Regions from separate parts of the Triticum aestivum genome. Here region 1 is linked to region 2. Evidence: chromatin contacts called from public Hi-C data. All regions are on one chromosome and are shown on one strand. Each heading gives the region's core, a stretch centred on a gene start, on an enhancer-like site or on the middle of the called end of the contact. The rest is flanking DNA. Distances are from core to core; before and after follow the strand shown. Region 1 holds the start of LOC123141639. Region 2 holds the start of LOC123145075.

Region 1 (5,939 bases), core at 761-3,260, 540 kb before region 2:
AATGGAAGGTAAATCACGGTGACTGTGTACAAAATATTTGTGGTCCACGCACGGGCAATTATCTAGTCGTAAACAAATGAACCTATGCTTACTATTAATTGACTTGTACATTTTGACAAAACATGTTTACAAAACATGTTTATAGTCTTTGTAGGGATTGCTTTTCTTTGTGCACATAACAAATCCTTGCACATACACATAGGTTTTAGCGTCAAAATTACTTTGTTCCGAATGGTTTTTTGTTGTACTAGAAACCGGATTAATGAATTATCAGCTCTTTAGCTCAAGTGCATTTGTTTTAGCACCATCATCCTGAGCCTGTTGGTCGTGTTTCAGCTTATTTTTGCATTGCTTCTGCTTTTCTATGAGCTCATATACTAACTTTATTTTGAAATGATTCATCATCTGCTTGGTCGATGCAGGAGTGTTGCATCTGCCTTTCAGTGTATGATGATGGCGCCGAGCTGCGTGAACTCCCTTGTGGCCACCATTTCCACTGCGCTTGCATTGACAAGTGGCTTCACATCAATGCAACTTGCCCTTTGTGTAAGTTGAATGTGCGGAAAAACAGCAGCAGCAGTGGTAGTGAAGAAGTATAAATCTCCAAGTGTGAATCCAAATATTCGACGGGCGACTCATGTCACGACAACGGTACTTATCCATGATAAACTCCTGATTGTGAATTTGAGCGCCCTAGCTAATATAACAAAGGAAGTGTGATTCATGTTAATTTGTGTATTTATATATGGTCATGGTAGTCATTGTGTATTGAAGTTACACATTGTGGTGTATATCAGCTAAAACTGTTTGTTACACAATACCATAGCGATGTAATCTTGTAAATGCCCATTCGTGAAACCATGTCAAGAAGTCATGTTTGCCTATTTGCTTTGTATAGTGTTGTGTTTGAGAGTTTTGGCATAGATCTCCTTGATTTACTGACCTGGTCACTTGCTAGAACGTTCGGGATTTGACCATGGCAAATCGAATGTTTGGATGGCAATTTTTTGTGACGCGCGGATGATAAGTTTAGTTGACATGCAGGGCAATTTTCTGGCAAGAAAAAAAAAACATTGAGCACGGTGTTGCCATGCTTACCAACTAAAATTACCATCCTCGAGTCACTAAAATTGTCATTGTAAAGGTTCGATTTGCTATGGTCAAATCCTAAATGTTCGGGCGTTATTGGGGTCCATGAACTATTTACGATTTTCTATATTTTCTCATTTATTTGGAAAGTTTCAACTTTTCCATAATTTGGCCAACCCCAAACTTTAGATTAATTATTCTCTCAAACTCCTCATCCAGTTGAGCCGAAACTTTTCCACAATATTCGATTAAAATAATTTTGGAAACTTTGAATTACAATCAAAATTTGGTCAAAATGTGGGCGAAACTTTGAATTGTCGTTCAAAATATTTGCGAAAAGTTCAAAGGCCATATATTAAGTAGCACATGCCTTCACAAAACACCTTTACGGAAACTAAAAATGCATCCTAGTCTCTATGAATACCGACGTCTTATTCCTCCTGCATACGCAGTAGTCGGTCAGTTTTTGCAGCATATGGATGATTGGGATGAGGTGACAATTATTAGCGCAAAAGTTGCGATTATGCAACCAAAGAAAACTTATAAATTTCGACATAAGTTTTTTAAAAGTTGGGGTTCCATATAGTTCGCTCAAGATATTTCTCGCGCCCTTTTGAACACGGCATATGCAGTGGAGTGGATCAGGAAAAGCGCAGAACTTTTGTTTAAAGCGCGGCACACTTTTGTCCCCAAGGACTTGCTGCGTAGCCGCCCGCCCGTAACACTCACTCGCGTCACGCAGACAAAATATCTGCAGGAGATAAGGCCTCAAGCCCTCAACGCCTACATGCGACACGCCGCACGTCGCATTCCTCCTGGCCCGCCAGCCCAGCCTCGCCATGCTGATATGATACGCTTGACATGGCCATTAGATATAGCTAGCGAATACGTACTGCTAGTAACAAGTGGGATCAGTGCTGGTATAAGTTTGTGACGAGTATACGCACGCCGCGCGTTTACATACGGCCTTGTCGGCTGGCTAGATATTTATTTCGTCCGGCCCCATATAACGTTCGCCCTTGGCCGTCGTCGAGGAGAGCGGGCCTGCGTACGTCGACCGCTACCCTGACCTCGGGCCGTGCGGCGCGCCCACCCGTACGTGGCCGGGGATCGGATGGACGATCATCTGGCGGTGCTGGCGCGCGGCGAGGGGTGGACGGAGGAGCGGCACGCGGCGTTCCTCGACGGCGTGGAGCGCTCCTTCGTGCAGGAGGTGCTCGTGGGCGCCGCCGGCGTCAGCGAGGAGCGGCGAGCGTCGCGCAGGCTCTGCCACCGGGGGCCGCCGCCCGCCGGCGGCCGTGGCCAGCTCCCGCTGGATCGCCCCCTCCCTGACAGCGCCGTGGAGTCCAACCGCCGGGGACCCTGCTCCCGGCCCGCAGCCCGCGACGCCAAATGACGCTGGTTGGTCGATCTATGGCTACGATCATTCTTTCCTTACACAAAGAACATCAACACGTCTCTCATCCACACAGCTGTACTCGTTGCACGTAACGTTCAGTACAATGGTGAGCGTCTGCTCGCGCATGACTTGTTCCGTTTCCCTTTTCTACCCATAGTATAGTCATGGCCTAAACTTCACAAATAGGTGTGACATCTCTATTTTCGTTTTTGCTCTATTTGCAGGTTGCGTCTCATGAATCTGAAGTTAACAAGCTAGCTAGAGTGATAAATTTCCTTCTAGGATCGTAGCCTCCAAAGTCCAAAGTTGTATGCGTCGCAGTGGAAGTGATGTTTTCCAGATCTGTGCAGTTATGCCGATATTTGTCTTTGTCAATGTGCCTTTCATGGCGGGGCATGGTGTGTATGTTGGTGATGCACTAGTTCATCTTCATTTATCTTAAGGAGCTCTCTTCATAAAATGTGTCTGTTGCTCTCGATATGCATGATATTTATGCAACCGTGCAGATCTTTTCCATAAACTTGCCAATCGGTTCGTGGTTGCTATGCAACGCGCTGCAATATATTTCAGTAAGGTTATCAGTAAGGGAATAATATTGTAATCACTAAGCAAAAGAATGTGGAATTTCCCGTTCCAACGCACACGGGAACGCATTGTTTGGCCGGCCCAACTAGGCCGATTTTCCTCACTGCGGGGCTGTTTTCTTTGGGATGAGCATAGCTCCTTTTGCCCTACCTATTCATATTTTCCGGGGTATTTCTAGTAATTTTTACCTCTTTTTATCTTTTCGCTTATATTCTTTTTTCTTCTCATTTTCCATTATTCTCAAGGTTTTCCTTTCTCAGTATTTTTTTTCTGTTGTTCAATTTGTTTCTTCTAGTTTTCAAGCTGTTTTTGCTATTTTATGTTTTTTAGTTAATTCAAATAAAATAAAATAGACTATATAAAAATTAAATAATTTTTAACTAAAGAGATTTTTTTAAATTTATTAACATTTTTCGGAGATGCGGATATTGTCAAAACCTACGAACTTTTTATAACTGTTCAACATTTCAAAATAAGTGAATATTTTGAAAAATCTTGAATATTTTTAAATATGTGGATATTTTCTAAACATATGTACTCCCTCCGTCAACTTGTCAGAGAAACAGATAAAAAAAATGAATATATCTAGAACTAAAATACGTCTAGATACATCCCTTTCTCTGACCAGTATTTCCGGATGGAGGGAGCACATATTTTCAAAAATACCTTTTTAATGAAAATAAACATGAAGCCATTTATGTATTCTGGCCAATTAGCAAGCGGTTTTCTTATGAAGGGTGCGAGCAAGTAGTTTATTTTTCCGGGTAAAGCATCGCTTTTCTAGCAAGCGAAGAGGTTTCACGCTCGAGCTCTATTTTAGCCTGGCCCATGCGCGATACAGCGCCTATTCGGCACTCAAAGAGTGGACTAGAAGATCCAAAAGAATGTGGCACAATACTTAGTGTTGCTGGTGTTATTTTTTATGCTGATAAGAAGTCAAATAAAAGTATTAAAAAATTCATAAATTTTTGGTTTTTTTAAATGTTTATGAACCATAAAAATGTCCTGAGTTTTTAATATCTACACAGATTAAAAAACACGTAAATATTTTAAAGAAGAAACAAGAAAAATAGAGGAATACAGCAAAACAGTAAAAACCCACCCAAAAAGCCATAAAAAAGGAAAATAAAACCAGATGAAAAACCTAACGTCAACGAGCCGCACATGTGGCTGGCCGAAATTACCTTTTTTTAGGGGTAAAAAAGGGTAATAACCAACACAAGTGTGAGTCAACCCAGTAATCCACTACTACTATATGACATAGTGATCACCGATGCTATATCTGCCTAATCCGACATATAAAGAGCGGTCACCTCAGGTGCTCCTCGGATGGGCGAACGCCCTTTTCTAGATTTGTTTCCTTTTACATTTTCTATTTCGGTATTGTTTTACTTTCTCATTCCCTTTTCATTTTTCAATTTCATTCTTATTTACTTATTTTTTAAAACACATTTTTCTTCACTACAAGGCATAAACACTTTTCAAACATAATATAAGTTTTCTAAAAAATTGAACATTTATTAGTTTGACTAACCTTTTCCTAAACTGGGCTGAACACTTCATTTTCTAAGACATACTTTTTTAAAATATGTGAAAATGTTCAATGAATGCTAATTATATTAAAATTTGAAAAATATTGAACATTTTTTATTCTTCGAGCTCTTCTAAAAGTATATGAACATTGTTTTCGAAAATGTACATGTGTTGAAAAAAAACTTTTCACACGTATTAACATAAAATTACACTGTTCCTAATCATTTTTACTAACAAATATTTGCATGAAAAAATGTTTCATGTATGTGGGGCTGTTTTCTATGGGATGAGCCTAGGTCCTTTTTTTTCTAACAGATTTTGGTTGGTGTTTTTCCCAGGTGCATTTTATTTTATTTTATTTCTCTATTTTCACAACAATTCCTGTTTCTTATTTTTATTAGTTTTATCATGGTTTTCCCATTTCTATTTTATTTTTACTTTTAAAGTTATGTTATGTTTCTTTCCTTCTATTTTTTCAAGTTATTTTTTCTATTTTGTTTTTTATTTAAAAATTACTAAAATTGTGAAATTTGATTATTTTAAAAATTGCGCATATTTTTTAGAACTTGTGAATGCTTTTAAAAATGCATGAACATTTTCTAAGAGGTCACCACTCTTAAACCTGTTATTTTTTTAAAAAAAATCACAATCATTTTTTAACTTTTGTGAGCATTGCATCCACTAAATATCAATCAAGTCAAAAATAAGAAAGTGAAGACAATTATTGACCGAAGAATCCTTAAAAGGAAAGAAAAAATATATAAGAACAAACTATAGTAAAAGTAAATGAAAAAACCCAGTGAACCTTTCATGCATAAATATCCCGTGAGATATTTCAAAGAGCATAAAAAATATCCTAAGAAAAAGAAAGAGTATAAAATAAATGAGATTTGTTAAAAGGATTGCCAATTATTTATTAGGAACCCTTATTAAATAACTTAGGTCAATGGCCCCCGGTTTTGACTAATAAAAATCATGAACCTTTTTAATTTCTCACGATTTTTAAAGTTTGCGAACGTTTTCTAAAAACTTTATATTTTTAAAATTTGTGGGCACTTTTCTAGATATACAAAAAAATCAACGTATATTTTTTTTAATTTAAAAAACATGAAGCTGTTTATTCGCTGTTGTGGCCAAGTAACAAGCGGTTTTCTTATCAAGGGTGCGAACAACTAGTTTCCTACCCGGGCAAAGTATCCGGTTTTCTAGCGAGCAAGGAGGTTTCAAAGAGTGGCCCGATAATTAGTATTACTGGCATTATTTTCAGATGTTGGTCAGAAGTCTAGTCAAACTATTTCAAAAAATGTACTCACATTTTCCAAAAATAAAATTG
Region 2 (5,892 bases), core at 1,260-3,759:
CACATTAATAAGCAAAGAAATATGTACAATTAAAATGGTTGATGATGGTTAACTTTTTGCAGTGCCTAAAAGAAAGATATCCTCAGAAGATTTGACCAAAAAATTCCACAGTATCGCGTACGTGCTTACAGTTTACAGGCGGAGATCGGATAGCTACAAGAGGAGAGGACTGCTAGTGGGATATGCACTACTTTGCTGCCTAAACGAAGTCCTTGAGAGCCACGTACGTGTACTATCCCTGTTGACAGTGCAAGAAATGAGCATACAGAACAACACACACTATAGAGTTCAGGTAAGCTTTTCTTTTAACCTTTATCTTTGTCAGAGCGGCCGGGAGAAAACGAATTTAAGCAGACGAAAATGCAAATTCAGGCTTGAGATCCGAATGTGCGCTTCTGTTTTTTGATTTTTAGAACAAGAGGCAGTGTCACGCAAGTTTGCTGTTGGGATCTCGCACTCCATGGAAAATCCCGAGAAAATGAACGCCGCGGTGTAAAGTTGCACAGACAATTTCTGAAGAAACACAGAACCAGAATTTTCCTGGACTACCGGCAGGAACTAACACCTACACCTAGCAAGAGGCCCACCCAGGTAAGGCAGATCTAGGAGCAGCAGCAGGCGCATGAGCGATGCGTGTTGCTCTGGGATGACTCACCGTGGGTCGCGACGGTCGGAGCGCCAGATGGCCGCGTAGGACCAGCCTCCGCCGCGGCACAGCGCTCCCAGTGCCTCCGCCATGGACCGAGGGAGGGGCCGAGGCTAGAGCGCGCGCGCAGCAGCAGGACGTACGCCGGCGCGGGCGGGGCGGAGGGAGGAGGGCGGTGTGGTGGAGTGGGCGGAGCGCGAGGGGTTTAAGCGCGGAGGGTGCCGTCCGATAAATAGCGGGAGCGAGGAGAGAGGCGGGGGCGGAGCGGCGGAGCCTTTTAACAAGTGGGGAGGTGGTGGAGGAATGATCCAGCAGCTTTGCTCGGCTGCGGCTGCGTGGGTGGTTTCTGTGGACGTTTTTCTCGTGTCCTTCCTTTGGAGGAGATCGCGGGCGAGAGCCGAGAGGGATGGATAGCCAGGCCGGTGCCGCCGTGCCGGCCGGGCAACTCTTTTTCCTGCCGCTTCTATTCTATCACAACTTGACAGTGTTCACGATCAGGCGGCTGGTGATTTTTCCTCAGTCGGGGATTCCCGGCTGAAAAGAATCTTGCTTGTGAAATCAAGACGCAACATGCCTGTAGGAGCTAAATAATCGACACACGATATCATCCTTTGTCTAAATACATGCACTACTACTACTTGTTTTTACTACACCCCACTACGGTACCGTCTTTTACAAAGGGAAATTTGATCTGATACCGACAGTCCACCTTGTCTCTTTCAGCTAGATAGGTTTCCTACCAATATCAAGTGCCCTATGTGCCTTTCTCACGGGGATGTTTCCAGTAGATATTCTTCAAGCTATAGCTACTCTACATGTGGTTGCAAATCGTCCTAATCACCGGCGTCATTTTCGTCACCCACATCACTGAAAGACCCATCTCTCTCTCTCTCTCTCCATTGTGTATGAACACCAACACCGCCTACTATACCCGGTAAGGCAAGTCCCTGCATCCATAATTCCATATATGCGTCCCTGGAACTGAATAATGCACTACTAATAATGCATGAATCCACTACTGTACTACCTAGAAAAAGAAACGTTGGCGGCAACCGAGAAGAGAACCCACGCATTCGGGGGAATCTTGACTAACATGGTGACTCTACTCAAGATCATAATGCGCGAGTATTTCTAAAAATTCGTAGTAGGCAGGCAAGGACTGACAGATCGCTCATTCCTATAGCCAGAACACCATATACTACGCATATTCTTGTGGGTTATTTGCTGCTTCCCATGACCATGAGGAACAGGACCACATGGTGGTTCGTGTTGTGCGCCGATGTTGTTGGTAATTAACCCAATCATGTGTGGTCAGTGGTCACCCATGATTGAGTGGCTACCAAGAGAATATTTCTAGGGTTTCCCTTCCCCTTTCCCCTTTTGTTCCCGATATGTCTGCGACGCCATCATTGTACGTCCGTCCCAGACATACCCTAACCATTCCGCCATCATCTTGCAGGTTGGTTGGTAAGGCAAGAAGGGGGCCGGGACGCAGACCTGCTGGCTGCCCCGGTGGACTCTACCGCACCGCTGTACAAAAAAGGAGCAGAATATCACTTCCTAACGAAGGTAATTAGTGCAGACCGTCGCTTTACCGAGAAGCACATCCAACAGAGAGAAGCCAAAATGACATGGAATTAGCCGTGTCGTCTAAATCGTCTCAGTAACCGTAACAAAGGGACTCTAGGGATGAAAGGTTTAAGAGCTGGAGGCTAATGAGGGTAGCTAGCTAGTACAAGACGCCTATATGATGCCATCATTCTTGGCGTTAAGGCCCATGATTTTGTCTCCTGAGGCTTTCCAAGTGTATATAGTCTGGTAAGGTCAATGACACTACACAAAAAGTGCTGCTTTTTGCCTGGGCTCTCATTTCCTTGGACCCCTCACTTTAATTTGTGAAAAGAAGAGATCGAACAACGGGAGACCGGCAAGAAGAAGTGCCTCTCTCCTGCATGTGTAGATTAGTAGTTTTTCTGCAATCAATCTTCAGATTGATTCAGTGCAAGGAATATAATGGGCATGCACGAGTAGAAAGCTAGACATGTGCCTGGAGTTTGAAAGGAATTTATGCCCATTGTGTGCTTGCAAAAATAATAATCAACGAGCTCATCTTGTTGTACACTAGAACCATATCACACGGTATTGTTTGTTTAGATGAAACAGTACTGTTATTTACTTGCAAAAAAGAGCTATGGTTTGTTTCTTCTCTTCCGAAAGGAGGAAAACCCGACCTGTGCATCGATCGATGCACATATTTTATGTGGTTTATTTCTATAACAAAAAACATATTAATTCAACCATTGTGAAAAAATATGATGCAGCTGATATAATTAACACTACCTTATAGTTAGCATGATAGGTTTTATTGTTTATATATCATGAAAACATCATTGCGAAACACCGATACGGGCACTTGGGCGGAACCTACCATATCAAATACTCCCTCCGTCCCAACGTTTTTGACACTAGTGTAGTGTTAAAAATGTTCTTTTATTTTGGGACAGAGGGAGTATATACTAGTATATTAGGGCATCATCAAGTTTGACCCGCAATTCCTCCTGCATCAGTCGGGCGGGGGGGGGGGGGGGGGGGGGGGGGGGGGACCGTGGACACGGATGTGGGAGCACCGCGGCACAAATCACCCACACATAGCATGCAAATTAGTCTAGTACAACAATAGTTCAAATCCAACTAGATTAACCGGATGTTCAACAAATTTTTCATTAACGGATCATGTCGTCCCACACATATTGCCCCTTGAACTTCATCCAACAATGCATGTGCGTAAATGGTCTGCCCTCTAGCCTGCGGTACATCATGGCAACACGGACAGGCTACACAATGTGTAGAGCAACATTGAGTGAATGAATGCAACAATCGACAAGTTGAACAAGAAGAAGCAAAACTTACGATCTCCTCGGCTGCCGCGCGCAATGTCACCTGGACTCCAACATATCAACCGCGCCACAAAACTTGGTGACGGTGGTTTGGATGGCGTATCATTGATACGATATCGACTTCACATTTGTGTTCATTGATGATGTGCATGTCGTAGGGCGCAATGTGCTTTTGGGCGTGAAGCGAATCATGCACGCACTGCCAGAAGAGCCCCTTTCTGCTCCTGCCTACGAAATCCGAGGATACGGCCAACCACGCATCGCGCAACAACTCATCCCCCATGGTCGAGTACCCCGCCATTCTTCATACTCTAAAAAGACAACATGGCGTTCGAAAATAAGCTCAATGACATTTGAACAAACATCTGTCAGGCGAGGTGTCCGCCATGGACGTTGTCGACAGGGGGACGAAGTGTACCTGGCTGTGGACGAGTCCTGGGTGGACGGCGCCGTCGTAAAAGGCGAGTGAGTGGGTCGGTGTTGGTGCGGACATCCGACAATGCCCGTGTGGTGGTTGAAGAAGTACAACGGCGGCGTCGGAGGAGGAGGGTGCAGATTCAAAGCAAGGTGGAGAAGGGGTGGATTGGAAGAAAATGGTACCAGAAGGGGGGATTTTTGTGGGCCAGAGGTGTCAGAGTCCTACGTGGCTGCTGTCCGGATTCCCGCAAAGCCCCTCCCCCCAACTTTGCTTCCATTTGCAGGACAAACTGTGTCTGGACCGGTCGGCGGACCAATACAGGCTGGGTTGGATGACAAAACACGTCCGGACCACGCGGTCTTATAGCGGCCCGACCCAAATCGACCGGAGTCTTTGCACTTAAGTGCTAGTCCCAGGATTGGATTGCTAGCACATACAGTACTCGATGAAATATAACAGAGTTCAATCACACACTTGTTACATCGAAGTCCTGCAAAGGAGTATTTATTACATAAATATGGCTGAACGCCATCTTCTAAAATAAATAAATGCGGAAGCATCGAAGGTAAATGAGTCAATCCAACTCCACGTCAAAAGCTGAGTGCGGACAACAACCTATCTCACCTTATTCCTCATTGAAAAACTCTGCAACATAAGACGTTGCAACCCTATAGGTCAACACATGGAATATGCCGGCAATGTCACACCATAGAATAATAATGAAAATTTCTATCTCTATATGCAGTTCAGCTGGTGGAGGCTCTAAGTTTAATTTTTGCATAAAGCTAATTTTGTCCTATAACAAATTAAATTATTACTACAAAATTTATACCATTATTGAGATGATTCCTCCAAACCTACGTTATTTATAACCTAATGCAGCCGGGGCAGGCTCGAGGATCACCACAGCGTGCTCGGCCCTGCCCTCGGGCGGCGGTGGATGATCGTCGGAGTCGCCGAACTCCAGCGAGGAATTGGCGAGGTGGGGAGAGGGAGTGAGCTCCCGTAGGAGGGGGTTTCACACAGGGAGGGGTGGGGGTCTCGGGGGCTCTCTTTATAGGGTAGGGGAGGGTGTCCAGGTGCAACAACAGGGGCGACCGAATCCGGCATGGCAATGAGAGGTGATGAGGACATGAAAACCGTTGAACCCTTAGAGTCGAGGACGACTCCTTTTCAAGAGGGGGAGGATGATGAGGACATGAAAACCATTTATACGTCCTTGGTCATCAAAGTAGAAATCATAATATTTCGTCTCAAACGAACACATTGCCAGGTGAATGCTAACTTAAGTTTATACTATAATCTTGAACACATGGCTGCACTTTCACCTTCTTAGTTGTTGGTTGAACTCAGGTGCACTATCGAAGAAGGCCAAACACATTTCAGTCCGTGCAAAGCAATGTTTTATGGCAAAGAAACAAAGTTAGGAGTTCATGAAGAAATGAGTTGTCTGCTGAAGAAACATGTTCCGATTCTGACGAAACAATGTTTTGCACGAGTTTGGATATCCCAACTTGCAAAACGTTCCCAGAACTCGAGTTTGCTGCTGAAGGAAACATTGTTGGACTCCAGTGAACAATGTTTGATTGGGAACTGCCAACCACCTCCAATGAGAGTTTTCCAGAAGCTACCTCATTAAGTCTCTAAGCCATTTAGTCAAACCAAAGCTGGTTCTCTTTCACACCTAAGTTGGTTCCCAAAGCTAGTTTTTTTCCACACCTATCCAGGGGGGTTGTCCTGATTATAAATAGGCTAGCTCTTCCCTTCGTTGGGGACTTTTGCCATTTCTATCAAAGACCAAAGACATAGACTCCTCCTGAGATTGGAGAGCTCTTGTTATCCTTATTCTCGTGATTCCTTGAGAATTTGCTCCTAATTCGTGCTCCATGACTAGATCGTGTTGTGTGGGTTAGAGTTTGTGGTTTCCCTTG

Evidence for each region. A called contact is a pair of places that touch in the nucleus more often than the background predicts.
Region 1: a contact with region 2 is called in a Hi-C map of leaf, with 6 times the contacts expected there. The contact joins the promoter of LOC123141639 here to the promoter of LOC123145075 in region 2. A contact is called at or near these places in 2 of 5 Hi-C or Micro-C datasets (both in leaf).

What each region holds. Positions count from the first base shown.
Region 1 is chr6D:355,836,065-355,842,003 of IWGSC CS RefSeq v2.1, reverse strand. LOC123141639 reads left to right here and starts at 2,010. Exons shown (of 2, transcript XM_044560729.1): 1 at 2,010-2,490; 2 at 2,713-2,943. The coding sequence starts at 2,204. The coding sequence ends at 2,485. It overlaps LOC123145077 (E3 ubiquitin-protein ligase At1g63170), which reads left to right. Exons shown (of 5, transcript XM_044564392.1): 5 at 423-884. The coding sequence ends at 599.
Region 2 is chr6D:355,296,750-355,302,641 of IWGSC CS RefSeq v2.1, reverse strand. It overlaps LOC123145075, which reads right to left and starts at 2,509. Exons shown (of 10, transcript XM_044564387.1): 1 at 656-2,509. The coding sequence starts at 738.